Linked DNA regions of Sus scrofa: region 2 is linked to region 1. The links are chromatin contacts, called in public HiChIP or PLAC-seq maps. All regions are on one chromosome and are shown on one strand. Each heading gives the region's core, a stretch centred on a gene start, on an enhancer-like site or on the middle of the called end of the contact. The rest is flanking DNA. Distances are from core to core; before and after follow the strand shown.

Evidence for each region. HiChIP or PLAC-seq counts read pairs in DNA pulled down with a chosen protein or histone mark.
Region 2: an H3K27ac HiChIP or PLAC-seq map of skeletal muscle shows a contact between it and region 1. The contact joins the promoter of SS18L1 here to the promoter of TAF4 in region 1. A contact is called at or near these places in 6 of 47 Hi-C or Micro-C datasets (fetal liver, heart right ventricle, liver and 2 more) and 2 of 2 datasets of contacts at active chromatin or transcription factors (alveolar macrophages and skeletal muscle).

The regions. Positions count from the first base shown.
Region 1 is chr17:61,527,319-61,532,929 of Sscrofa11.1, forward strand. TAF4 (transcription initiation factor TFIID subunit 4) reads right to left here and starts at 2,645. Exons shown (of 17, transcript XM_003360050.4): 1 at 2,282-2,645; 2 at 1,875-2,279; 3 at 1,296-1,872. The coding sequence starts at 2,572.
Region 2 is chr17:61,568,905-61,574,515 of Sscrofa11.1, forward strand. SS18L1 (calcium-responsive transactivator) reads left to right here and starts at 2,715. Exons shown (of 11, transcript XM_021078212.1): 1 at 2,715-3,037. The coding sequence starts at 2,969. It overlaps PSMA7 (proteasome subunit alpha 7), which reads right to left and starts at 2,612. Exons shown (of 7, transcript NM_001243652.1): 1 at 2,366-2,612; 2 at 530-656. The coding sequence starts at 2,461.

The sequences.
Region 1 (5,611 bases), core at 1,395-3,894:
TCCCCACCCAGTCAGGTAACTTATTCGACGTGGTCTCCTCCTGGGGGGGGGCACCATCACCCCAGAAACTCAGTTCTCAGCTGCAGCCTTTCCTCCTCGTGCCCAACTTCCCCACCGCTCCGCACCTCGTGTCACTTTGATGGGGAAACCTTCCCCCCTAAGACGCTGAAGTCCCTGCAAGGTGACCACGGGCTCACCCCAGTGCAGGAGGGGACACAGACAGAGGAGGTGCTGTTTCTACTACTTGCGCCACCGCAGCGGCCGCTACACCAGCACATGTTACTACACGCGGGGAGGAGCGCTCCAGAGTCCACGCAGGCGAGCCGGGGATGGAAGGGAAAACACGGAGCCGGGAATCCCGACACAGAGCGGCGTGACGCAGAGGGCCGGCGGGGACCTTTCGCGAGTGAACCTGAAGAGCCCCAAGGGGACACCGAGGGGACAGGAGATGGAGCGTGGGATGGAAGACGCTCCTTGTCCGCCTGCACCGGCTGCACCCCCGCGCCCCACTGATCACAGGGCACGTGCCCCCCCCACCCTGACTCCAAGGTGATGAGGACCGGGGTGACCCGATGACACGGTGGAGGAGGACACTGTGAAAAGTGACACTGTGGCTACGGGAAGTGCTGAAGCACGGCTGCAGAGCAGACGTGAGGCAAGGGCTCCGACCAGGAAGGGCGTGAGCCCCAGGACTCCTCCAGGCTCCCCTGGGAACCCTGCCATCCTGGCGTCCAAAGGGAAGCCAGAGCTTTCCAGGCAGACCTGCCCAGCCTCGTGGAGGGGGCATCTCTGCGCTGAGCTCGCCAGGAAAGGGGGGTCCCTAGCTCATCATCAGGGGAACCAATCACAGCCCAGAATGATAAAACACAGGAAGGTAGAGCAAGGACACAGACCAAATGCCTGACCCCAGGAACCAGGAGAGGCAAAGGCCCAGCGTGGGAAAGCCAGGGGCCCGGTGAGACCCCAGCGAGTTGTCCCCGCAGCACCGGCTGCCACTGCTCCCCACTGTGGGGACTGGGCAGCGGCACACAGGGGCCGGGAAGCCGGGAAAAGTCCCACTGGCCAGGCCGAGAGCCTGGCAGAGAAGCTTGGCAGCCCTGCCCCAGGTCCCATCGCATGCACGCTCGCACTCTCTCTCTCACCCCGGGACTGTCCTGAGCCTGGACAGAGGTGTGCCTCCGCTCGCGGCAGGCCACTGCGAGACCCGTGCCCCCCCGCGTCCCGCCAGCCCTGCAACTTCCTGGACTCCCAGCTGGGGCGGCACACACCCGCCGGCAGGCAACGCAGCCACTCACCTGGGGGCAGCTGGAAGTTCTGGACGTTGGTCGGGTTCTGCGGCGGCTGCGGCAGGCGTGGGGCTAGGACCGTGGGCGTCAGCGTGGCCCGGATCCCGCCGGTGGTGACCGAGGGCGTCCTGGGCAGGCTCTGGGTCACCGCGCTGGCCGAGCCCTTGGGCAGCCCGGTGGGAGTGCCGGGGGCCGGCGGCGGGAGGCCCGCGGCGGCGGCGGCGGGCAGCGCCCCTTGCATAGTTGGCCCGAGGATCATGCCGGCCCCCGCGCCGGCCGGGCAGCTGGCCGCCAGGGTCTGCGGCGGCGGGGGCGCCGGCTGCAGCGCGGTCTTGGGCGAGTCGGCCTTGGCCACCTGCGCGGGCGCGGCGGCGGGGCCGGGCTGACTGTTGGCGGCGGGCGCCGGGGCGGGCGCGGGCGCGGGGGCCGAGGCGGGCGCGGGCGCGGGGGCCGGGGCGGGCGCGGCGCTGCCCCCGTTCTGAGCGGCCGCCGGGGGTCCGGCCGGGGGGCCGGGCGGCCGGGCCAGGCTGGCGGCGGCGGGCGGCGGCGGCGGCGGGGCGGCGGCGGGCGCGGGGGCGCGGGGGGCACGGCGGGCGCGGGGGGCGAGGGGGCGCGGGGCGCGGGCGCGGCGGGGGCGCCGAGGAAGGGCGGCGTCTGGATGACAGTGGCGGCGGCTGGCTTGGGCGGCGGCGGCGGCGCGGGCGCGGGCCCGTTGTGGAGCAGGCTGACAGCAGGTGCGGCGGCGGCGCGGAGCGAGTTCCCCAGCGCGGCGCTCCCATTCAAAGTTTGCGCGGCGCCGGGGCCGCCGGGCGGGCCGTTGCGGGCGGCGGGCTTGGCGGCGGGCTCGGGCGCGGCCGCGGCCCCCGGCGCGCAGGCCCCGGCCGCGGCGCCCGGCCCGGCCCCGGCCCCGGCCGCGGCGCCCGCGCCGGCCTCGAGCGTGTTCAGCTTCGCGGCGGGCCCTGCGGGAACAAGCGGGCAGCGCGGTGAGGACACAGGCCCGGCCGGCGGCCGCCCGCGCTCAGGCCGCGCCGCGCTCTACCTGCGGGGGGCGGCTCCGGCGCCGCTGCGGGCGCGCCCTCGGCCGGCACGGCTCCGGCTCCGACATGGTTCCCGAGCGCGCCGGCGGCCGCGGCCCGCGCCTCGGGCGCGCGGGGCGCGAGGTGGTGGTGGTGGGCCGCGCTGGCCGCCAGCTGCGACTCGAGCGAGCCCACCAGGTCGCTCACCACTTTCTCGTCCACCTCGCTGTTGAAGAAGACCTCGTCCAGCAGATCCGAGCCCGCCGCCATCTTTCCTCCTCGGCCCGCCGCCGCCGCCGCTCGGCCGGCGCTGGGCGGGGAGGAGGCTCCGCGCGGGCAGGCGGGCGGGCGGGCGGCCGCGGGGGCGGGCGGGGGGCGGCGCGCGCCGGGCGGGGCGGGGGCGGCGGTCGGGCGGGGGGCGCGGGCGTCCTGGCGGGGGGAGGGCGGCGGCGGCGCGCTGCGCAGGCGCGGCGGCGCGCCCGCCCCCGCCCGCCGCCCGGCGCCTCGCCATTGGCCGCGGCGCCCCCCCGCCCGGCCGCTCGGCGCCCGGCGATTGGCCGCGGCGCCTGCTTAAAAGGCGCGGCCAATGGCTGCGAGCGGCAGAGGACGGGGCGCGGGGCGGGCGGTTGGGGTGCGGAGGGCGAGTGGGCGGCGGGCTCCGGCGCCGGTGGGCCGGTAGGGCTGTGGGGGTCTCCGCCGCCAGGCGGGCCGCATGCCGACAGCCGGGAGGATGAAACGGGCGGGGACCGCGGCCGGGGCCTGGTGGGGCGGCGGCCGCGATGACTCGCTCTTTGTCTCCGCTCGCTCCAAAATGGCTGCGGTCGGAGCTGATGGGAGCTCCAGGCAGGCGAGGGAACGGGGACGCCGTGTTCCCCGGACCCCGGTGCCCCTTAGCGCAGCCGCCGTGACTCGCAGGGGCAGGGCGCCTCGGGAGGGCACGGGCGAGGTCCGGGGCCCGGGGCCGCCGGGCGACCTGAGCGCCGGCGCCACTGCTGCGGGCCGGGCGCGGGCCCGTCCTCGGCTGGCGCCCAGGTCTGCCCGAGGCCCGGCGTCTCGCGCGGTGAGGCCGCTGCTCGGGCGGCGGGGCGGGGCGGGGGGCGGCGCCCAAGGCCGCCGGAGCCGCGCCAGGGTGACTCACTTCATCCGGCGGCGCGGCCCGGGACGCGAGTGCCCTAAATTACTGGGTGAGACGGCGGCGCCGGCTAGGACCCGCAGCTCCTGTAGGGAGCCGTCCGCCTGGAGCTGCTCCTCGGGTCCTTGTTTTCCGCTCTGTCCTTTTGACAAAGTAAGTTGTCGAAAAGAACCGTGCGAGCACCTTCTCTATAAAATGAGTTCAGGTAAAGTTCTCTCCTGTGTTTTTTGTGTTTTGTTTTCACCGGAAGATGGTATTCTGGGACATCCCTAGTGGTTTCTTTTGCTCCGCTTTTTTGGGGAAACCCAGAAAGGCCTCCCATCTCCGGCTCCTGCGGGCGAGGCCGCGCCGCGGTCGCCCAGACCTCCGCACAATGAGGGACGCTGTTGACACAGAAGGGTTCTTTTCTGGCCGCCTGAACAAAGGAGCCCGCCGGCCCCCGCAGGCCCAGCTCGCGGGGCGGGTTCTAGACAATGAGCGTGGGGCGTGGAGCCTGGAGAGGGGCTTCCCCGGGGGACGCAGCAGGGGGAATCCCTGCAGAGGGAAAGTCGGGATATTGCACCCCAGCTTGGGTACCCAAAGACGGGAAAGGAAAGGAGTGGAACAGACCTGGGGTGGGGACCTCGCGGCCCCACTGCGCCTTGAGCCCAGCGTGGGCGGACAGCCTGGTTTTCCAACCAGAGCAGAAATGTGCAAAATCTCCTGAATCATGCAATCGTCCAGTGTTGACAACCCCTTAAAAAAGGTTAAGGTAGACCGAGCAAAAGCGTCAGCAGGCTGACTTCAGCCCCAGGCGCGACCTGCGTAGTGGGGAACCGTCTACGCGCTCAGATGGGATCGGGGGTAGCGCCAGGCAGATGACTGCATGCCCGAGACGGCAGGGCCGTGAGACTGCGGACGAGGTGGCCCCTCACGTCCGCCCCTCCAGCCACTGAGCTTTTCAGCCAAGGGGGCTGGTGGTGCCATCTCCGGCCACGCCTGTTTCCCCACGGCCTTCTCCGGAGGCCTGCCAGGGCCCCCCCGCCCGCCCGCCTCGCCCCGTGAGTGCGTCCCCCGCCACCGGCCTCCGCGGGCGGGGCTCAGCGTGCGCCACCCCGCGCGGCTGTGACATCACCCCCAGAGGCCTCCGGGGCACCCTCCAGGCCAGCAGGAAGTGTAGGAGGTGAGGCGACGGTGCGCCGCCGGTCCCCAGCGCCCCTTCCAGGGCTTCGGTGCCCCCCTACCCCCCCTCAGGAAGGTGGGAGCTGCAGACAGCTGAGACGGCTCCCCGCGGGTGGCCGCAGCAAGGCTCGCCCTGGGGGGGGGGGGGCGGGGGCGGAAGCCACGTGGCTCCTCCCCTCCTCCTGGTGGGGGGCGGGGACGTGCTGCCAAACTGTTAACCTTGGGTTCCCTGGGGACGTGGAGCATTTTCTTTGAACGTCTCCGAGTGGTTTTACTTCTTTCCACAAGCAGCTGCGACTTTTGCCGCTTGAAACAAAAATCCCACCCAGCATGAAAAGAAAACAGGGACTCGAAATGAGCGTAAATATAAGCCCCGGGTTTTAACACAGAAAAATGTTTGCCGTACCGCGCGCAGAGCGCAGAACCCCGGACAGGGCCGCCTCGCCACCTGCAGCCGTGCGAATGTGCAGCACCGGGAGCTGTGAGGGACGTTTAGGCTTATTAAGCAGGGTATGTTTTCAATAGAATAGAGACGGCATCAGACGCTCCCATAAACATAACCTGCTGTGTTCCTGCCGTGATGCAACGTGGATCCGCGGTGTCTGGGGAGCGCGCTGGGACGCAGTTTCCACTTCCCGGCCGGGCTCCGTGGGTTGAGGATCCGGCGTTGCCCACAACCTCGGCTTAGGTCTCGACTGCGGCTCCTATCAGTTCCCTGGCCCAAGAATTGCATATGCTGCGGGGCGGCCGATAGTACTAATAAAGAATAAGGATAAACCACGGGTCGATTTCAGTGTTGCTCTGGCTATGTGAAAGCTACTCAATGTTTGTTATGTCACCGATGCTTTTGTTGTCTCCCAGAAATCTTCATAATAAAAGAATTTCCAAAAAAGACTGTCAGCTGGTGGCCCTGCCCTGTCCCCAGTCTTATTCACCCGGCCCCCTGCCCCAGCGCTGCAGACTGGGCTGTGTGTGCAGGGTCAAGTTTGGGTCCTCATCCCAGAGGGCAAGATCAG
Region 2 (5,611 bases), core at 1,465-3,964, 42 kb after region 1:
CCTTCCAGTCAGTGGTCCAAACCAGCACGGCATGGACGGCACAACCTCTGGCGGCTTCTAAGACCGGCTCCCGGTTCCCAGCGCGGCGCCTGAGTGACTGGCGGCGGAAGCAGCAGCCCCCACGCGCTTCTCTGAGAAAGCTGGGCGGGCGACCAGCACGCGTCCCGGGACAAAGCAAGTCAACCTCTGGATTGGGTAAACCGGGCGCTCCCTGCCGAGGAGGGAGATGAGCGAGGAGGGAGATGAGCGGAACCACAGGAGCTGACCGCACCTGACAGCAGAGCGCCGGACGGCCCCACCTTTCCCACGGCGACATGCCGCTGAAAGCACGGGGCCACCGCACAGCCCCTCACCCCGGGCGTCTGCTGAGAGCCTGTGCGTCAGCCACCGGAGAGGGACCCTCCTGCCCAAGAAGCAGGCCGCACCTGTTTCTTGGAAACGGTCTGTTCCCCGGCGTGGGCGTCCCCGGCAGCGCTTCCCCGGGTGACCCTCGTAGGAGGCAGGAGGAGAGCCCCGGCCCCAGGCTCACCCGCGAACGCCATGCAGACGTTGTCGTCCAGGGCGCAGATCTTCCGCACGGTCCGCTCGTCCTGCAGCCTGGCCACCGACTTCTTCTCCACGCCGAGGACGACGATGTCCCTTCCGCGGACGCCAACCTTCAACGGGCATCACCGTGGCACTTAAACGTGTGACGCGATCCCAGCCCAGAGCACGAAGAGCGGCTGTTGCCGCGGCCCCATGACCACTGGGGCAGGGGGCACGCACAGCCTGCAAACCGTGGGGCTGGACCCGCTTATGCACAACTACCTCAGGCGTCGCCAGCCAGGTGCCCACTCTTGGCCTTAGGCTTCAGTTTCAGTTCAACTGAAAACCACCACCGTGTGTGACCCACGTGTATGTGCCCCTTCAACCCCATGATTCGGAATTCGGCGTAAAGCCTTTAGGCCTGAGTCCTTAACACAGAAATAGCTGTCCTGAAAGCAGTGTTGCGTGGCTGTGAAGTCACACCCAAACCCTCCCCGCTCCCGCACTTCGGTAACCTGTGTGCACGGCAGTGGGCAAGTGCCTGATGTGACCAGGTGGACGTGTCAGCTACCCCCGGGAGGCCACTGGCTGTTTCTGGCTGTCGCTTCGCAGGTAGAAGGATGTCTTACGCACATGGGGAAAAAAATCACGATTGCCTGTCGACAGCCCTCAATGGGAACAGCAGCCGCTGCGCATGAAACGGTCACTGGGCAGAGCGACATCCGCCCGAGCCCAGAGCAGGGCTTCTGAGCCTCAGGACTGTGGGCACCGGGCCCGCCAATTCTTGGATGTGAGGGCGGCCCGGCTCACTGAAGGATGCTTACCGTCCGCCCGGCCTCTGCCCGGCCTCTGCCTCTAGAAGTCTCCTGGCCGTTGCCAAACGCCCCCTGGGCTGCAGAGAAGCCCTGGTCGGCTGTGTTTCCAAGTTTCAAGCAACTTTCCTACAAACTGACCTGGTCTTTAAAGCTCCCAAAGACAAGAAGGCCCTGCTCAGAGGCGCTGGTTAAAGAAAGGTAGCCTGCCGGCGGGCCCCACATGCAATGGGGGCGGGGGGAGACAGGTGCCAGGCGACTCCCCCACTAGTCTCTAAGCTGAAATAGGTCGCAAGGTGGATTTGGAGCCCCCATTGCAGAAGAGGTTCAAGAGATGAAAATACTTCCAAGATTCACAGAATCGTGTGTTTTCTCTCTGGCCAAACCTCTGACACACCAAATAATAAAATAAAAACCATCGTACAGTTTAGCCAATAAGCAAACTGCCAAGCGTACTGAAGGCACCATTGCATTTACGTTTCAAACCGCGGCCTAAACGACAGCCGCGCTCAGGTGCGAGGGGACGAGGGGGGCGGTCACACCCGGAGGGGCCTGCCAGCTGCGCCGGGCTGCCCGGGGACGGCAGGGCTGCTGCTGAGCCCGGCGGCCGCCCTTTGTCCTCGAAGCCGGCCCACTGCTTTCCCGGTCGGGGAAGCCCCCTCACTGGGAGCGGTCCGCATGCCGTTCGCGCAAATCATTTGGTGCCTTAAGGCGCGTTCCGGGTAAGGGGCTGGCCCGCCGCTCGGAGCCCCCCCCCCCCGCCCAGCCGCGGCCCCCGAACCCCCAAAATGGCGCCGCCGGCAGGCGCGCTCGGCTCCGGACACCGGAGGAGCCCCAAGGCCTGCGGTCTGCAGGCCACGGTCCGCAGCGCCCCTTCCCGAAGCAAGCCCCACGTGACGGCTGCCGTGCGCCCCCCCGCCCCTGTGCTACCCGAGCCCGAAGCACTCGGCGCCGGTCAGCGCGGCCTCCCCAGCCGCCCGGGCCCTGCCCATCCCCGGACGTGCAGGCCCCGCGGGGCCGCCGCTCACCGCAGTCGAGCCCTTCTTCACGGCCTCCTGCGCGTACTCCACTTGGAAGAGGTGGCCGTCGGGCGAAAAGACGGTGATGGCGCGGTCGTAGCTCATGCCGGCGGGGCGACGCGGCCGGACCCGGGAAAAGCGCACACTCACGGCCCGCGCAGCCCGCGATTCACGACGTCGCTGCGCCCGCGCCCGCGCCGCGCGCCCGTCCGCCCCCGGCGCCGCCGACTGCGCTGCTGGCGTAAGGCGGGCGTAAGGCGGCGTCGGGCGACGTGCGCGCGCCGGGGCGGGGCCGGGCCGAACCACCGACGGCCGGGCGCGGGGGGCGGTGCGGCGGCGGCGGCGGTGGCGGCGGCGGCGGGCCCGGCGCGGAGCGCGAGGCGGCCGCCCGGGGGCGCCGCGCGGAGCTCGGTCTCAGGCTGCGGCGGCGCGCGGAGCGGCGAGGCGGCGGGTCCGGAGGCAACGCGGCGACGGAGGGGCGGGCGAGTCCACGGCGCAGCACCCCCCGCGCCCCCCGCCCCCCAGCGACTGCGGAGAATGAGCGCCTCTGGCCGCCGAGCGCAGCCGGAGAATAAACCCCGATGATCTCGGGCTGATCCTGCGCCCGCGACCATGTCGGTGGCCTTCGCGTCCGCCCGGCCGAGAGGCAAAGGGGAGGTCACGCAGCAAACCATCCAGAAGGTGGGCTGGGGGCCGCGGTCCCGGGCTGGGGGCCACGGGGTGCGGGCGGGCGCTGGGCCGGGTCGAGGGCAGCCGGCGGGCGCGGGGCGCGAACAAAGCCGGGGCGCAGCCGACCGCCGCGACCCCGCTGGGGCCCCGCGCGCGCTCTGTGGCCAGCGTGCGCCAATGTGGGCGGGGGTGCGCGGGGGCGGTGGGTTGGGGCTCAAGGCGGCGCGTGGGGTGGTGTCCTCGGAGCCCAGCCCGGAACGACCCCGGGCCTCACCGGCCACAGTGGGGACGCGCCGTCTTCTGGGCCCGGGGCCGCGGGGCAGGAGCGCAGGGCGGCAGGACCGGGTGCCCGCAGGGTGGTGTCCAAGGGATGTTGTCTGCAGGGTGATGTCCGCAGAGCCAAGCCAGGGACGACCCCGGGCCCCGCCGGGGACAGTGGAGACCCGTCGCCTTCGGGGCCGGGGTGCGGGTGCACGGCGTCCGGACCGGGCGTCCGCAGGGTGGTGTCTGCGAGCCGCCCGGTGCGCCGAGGGGACCCTCCTGACTGGGAAAGTGGTGACGCTGCGCCGTGGGCGGCCCCCCGCCCCCGCGCGCAGTTTGGCTGGTGGAGGGCGCACGGGGCACATGGGGCGACGGGGATCCGTCCCAGCCGCCGGCCCCGCCTGCCATTTAGGTGCTGGCATTACGAGGCACAAAGAGGTGCATCCAGAGTGAGGGCGCCGGTCTTGCAGCCCCGCAGCCCTTTAAGGAGCGCTCCACGCCTCGGGGCCGGCTGGCCGGCCGCTCTTATTGGAGTGTCACGCTGCTTTTCAGCCTTGACACTTCGCCAGCCTCTTCACCTAACAAAACTTTACAGACTGGTTTTACAGCCTTGCCTGCGTGCTATAAGTTTGGCCTCGTGGTTTCCTAGACATAACCTTCACGTGGGTTTGGGGACATTTTAATACAAGTCTTAGGTTTTGAAATGGAAATTTAAAATTTTTACTGCTTCTGTTTAGAAGATAAAGCTCAGGAGAAAGTGGCTCTCGACTCTTCCCCTTTGAGTTCCTCGATGTCGGGTAGCCAGGTTGCTCTCCTTTCTAAGCTGGGTTCTCCGAAGAATCCCTGGGTTTCCGGGAACCTTTTATGTCCCTCTGGGATTCACCTTCTCCCGTGATGATGTTTCAGGGCTTCTTTTTGCTGTGACTGGTTTTGACGAATGAGGAGCCTCTGTAAACTCTAAATAAAAAGCAGTAGAAACACGAGGGAAAACGTGGGGCGTTTTCACTTGTTTAGTCCACACTTGAGTGGTGCTCGCTCAGTAGGGGCCCGATTCTCTGGGCCGGGCCCATCTTGATGCGCGTCACCGCTTGCAGTGGTCACTCTCATCAGCGGCTGGTGGAGAAGGAGAGCGGCAGAAGGAGGCCGAGTGCCTGCGGGTAAGTGCTGGAGCCAGGAGGCCAACCCAGACAGTGGCTCTCGGCTCGGGTGGGCAGCCCGGAGCTCCTCTGGGGACCCTGGATTTTTAGGTGAGCATCGTCCCTGTTCCCAAAGCCACCTTGGCATCAGTACTCATCCACGGAGCTGCACTTGGCGCTCGCTCCCTGTTGAAGTTCCCCAGATTCTCTGGGCCAGAGTGTGTGTGGCCACGCTGGTCCCAAGCATCCGAAAGCCTGTGTCCCAGGGCAGAAGGTCTGCCAGCTGGCCAGTGGAGAGGAGTCTTCAGCTTAGGCTGTCGTCTCACGTGCTCTGAGAGGGCTGGGCTGGGTACTCACTTCGATGTTTGGAAGCGTTCTCCTACTGGTGTTCTGAGAGGGCGTGAGAAATGTGTTCTGTGCTCGTGGGAGCTGTGTCCACAGCCTGTGCTCATGCTCAGAGCATTGAGAAAAGCCAGGGGTTCTACAGCAGCCTCCTTGGTAGTGGCACAGCAGAGAGTATACACTTGTCCTGAGAGTACATTTGGATGGGAGCCTGTCAGGCAAACTCCTACTCAGCCTTCAAGGCCCCACTGAAATGTCCCCTCCTCATGCCCCCGTGGCAGTCACGTGAGGAATGCTGTGCTTTGACATGTCCCTTGGGCTCCCAAGTGTTTGGATCATGGACCTGTTCTTGTGTTGCCAGGCTGGCACAGTATCTGGCATAGTTAGTGCTTCGTACTTGCTGGAGCATCTGTGACCCTGGTTCCATCAGTGGAAATTTTGGGTTAGGCAGGCATATTTGTCTCCTGTGGCTACCGTAACAGATGACCTCAAACGGAGTAGTTTGGAGCAGCAGAAATTAATTTTCTTGCAGTTGGGAGGGCCTAGAAGTCCAAAGTCAAGGTGTTGGCAGGGTTGGTTCCTTTCTAGGGTCCTGAGGGAGAGTCTCTGTGTTTCTCTCAGATTTGGGGGGTGGCTGGCCGTCCTTAAAGCCCCTGGGCTTGTTGGCTTTAGACGTGTCACCCCAGCCTCTGCCTCCGTCTTCACGAGGCTTCTCTCTGTCCAGTTTCCCTCTTCTCCCAAGGACACCGGTCAGAGGATTTAGGGCCCACTCTAATCCAGTATGACTTCAGTTTCACTCGGTTACATGTGCAAAGACCTTATGTCCAGATGAGGCCGTGATCACAGA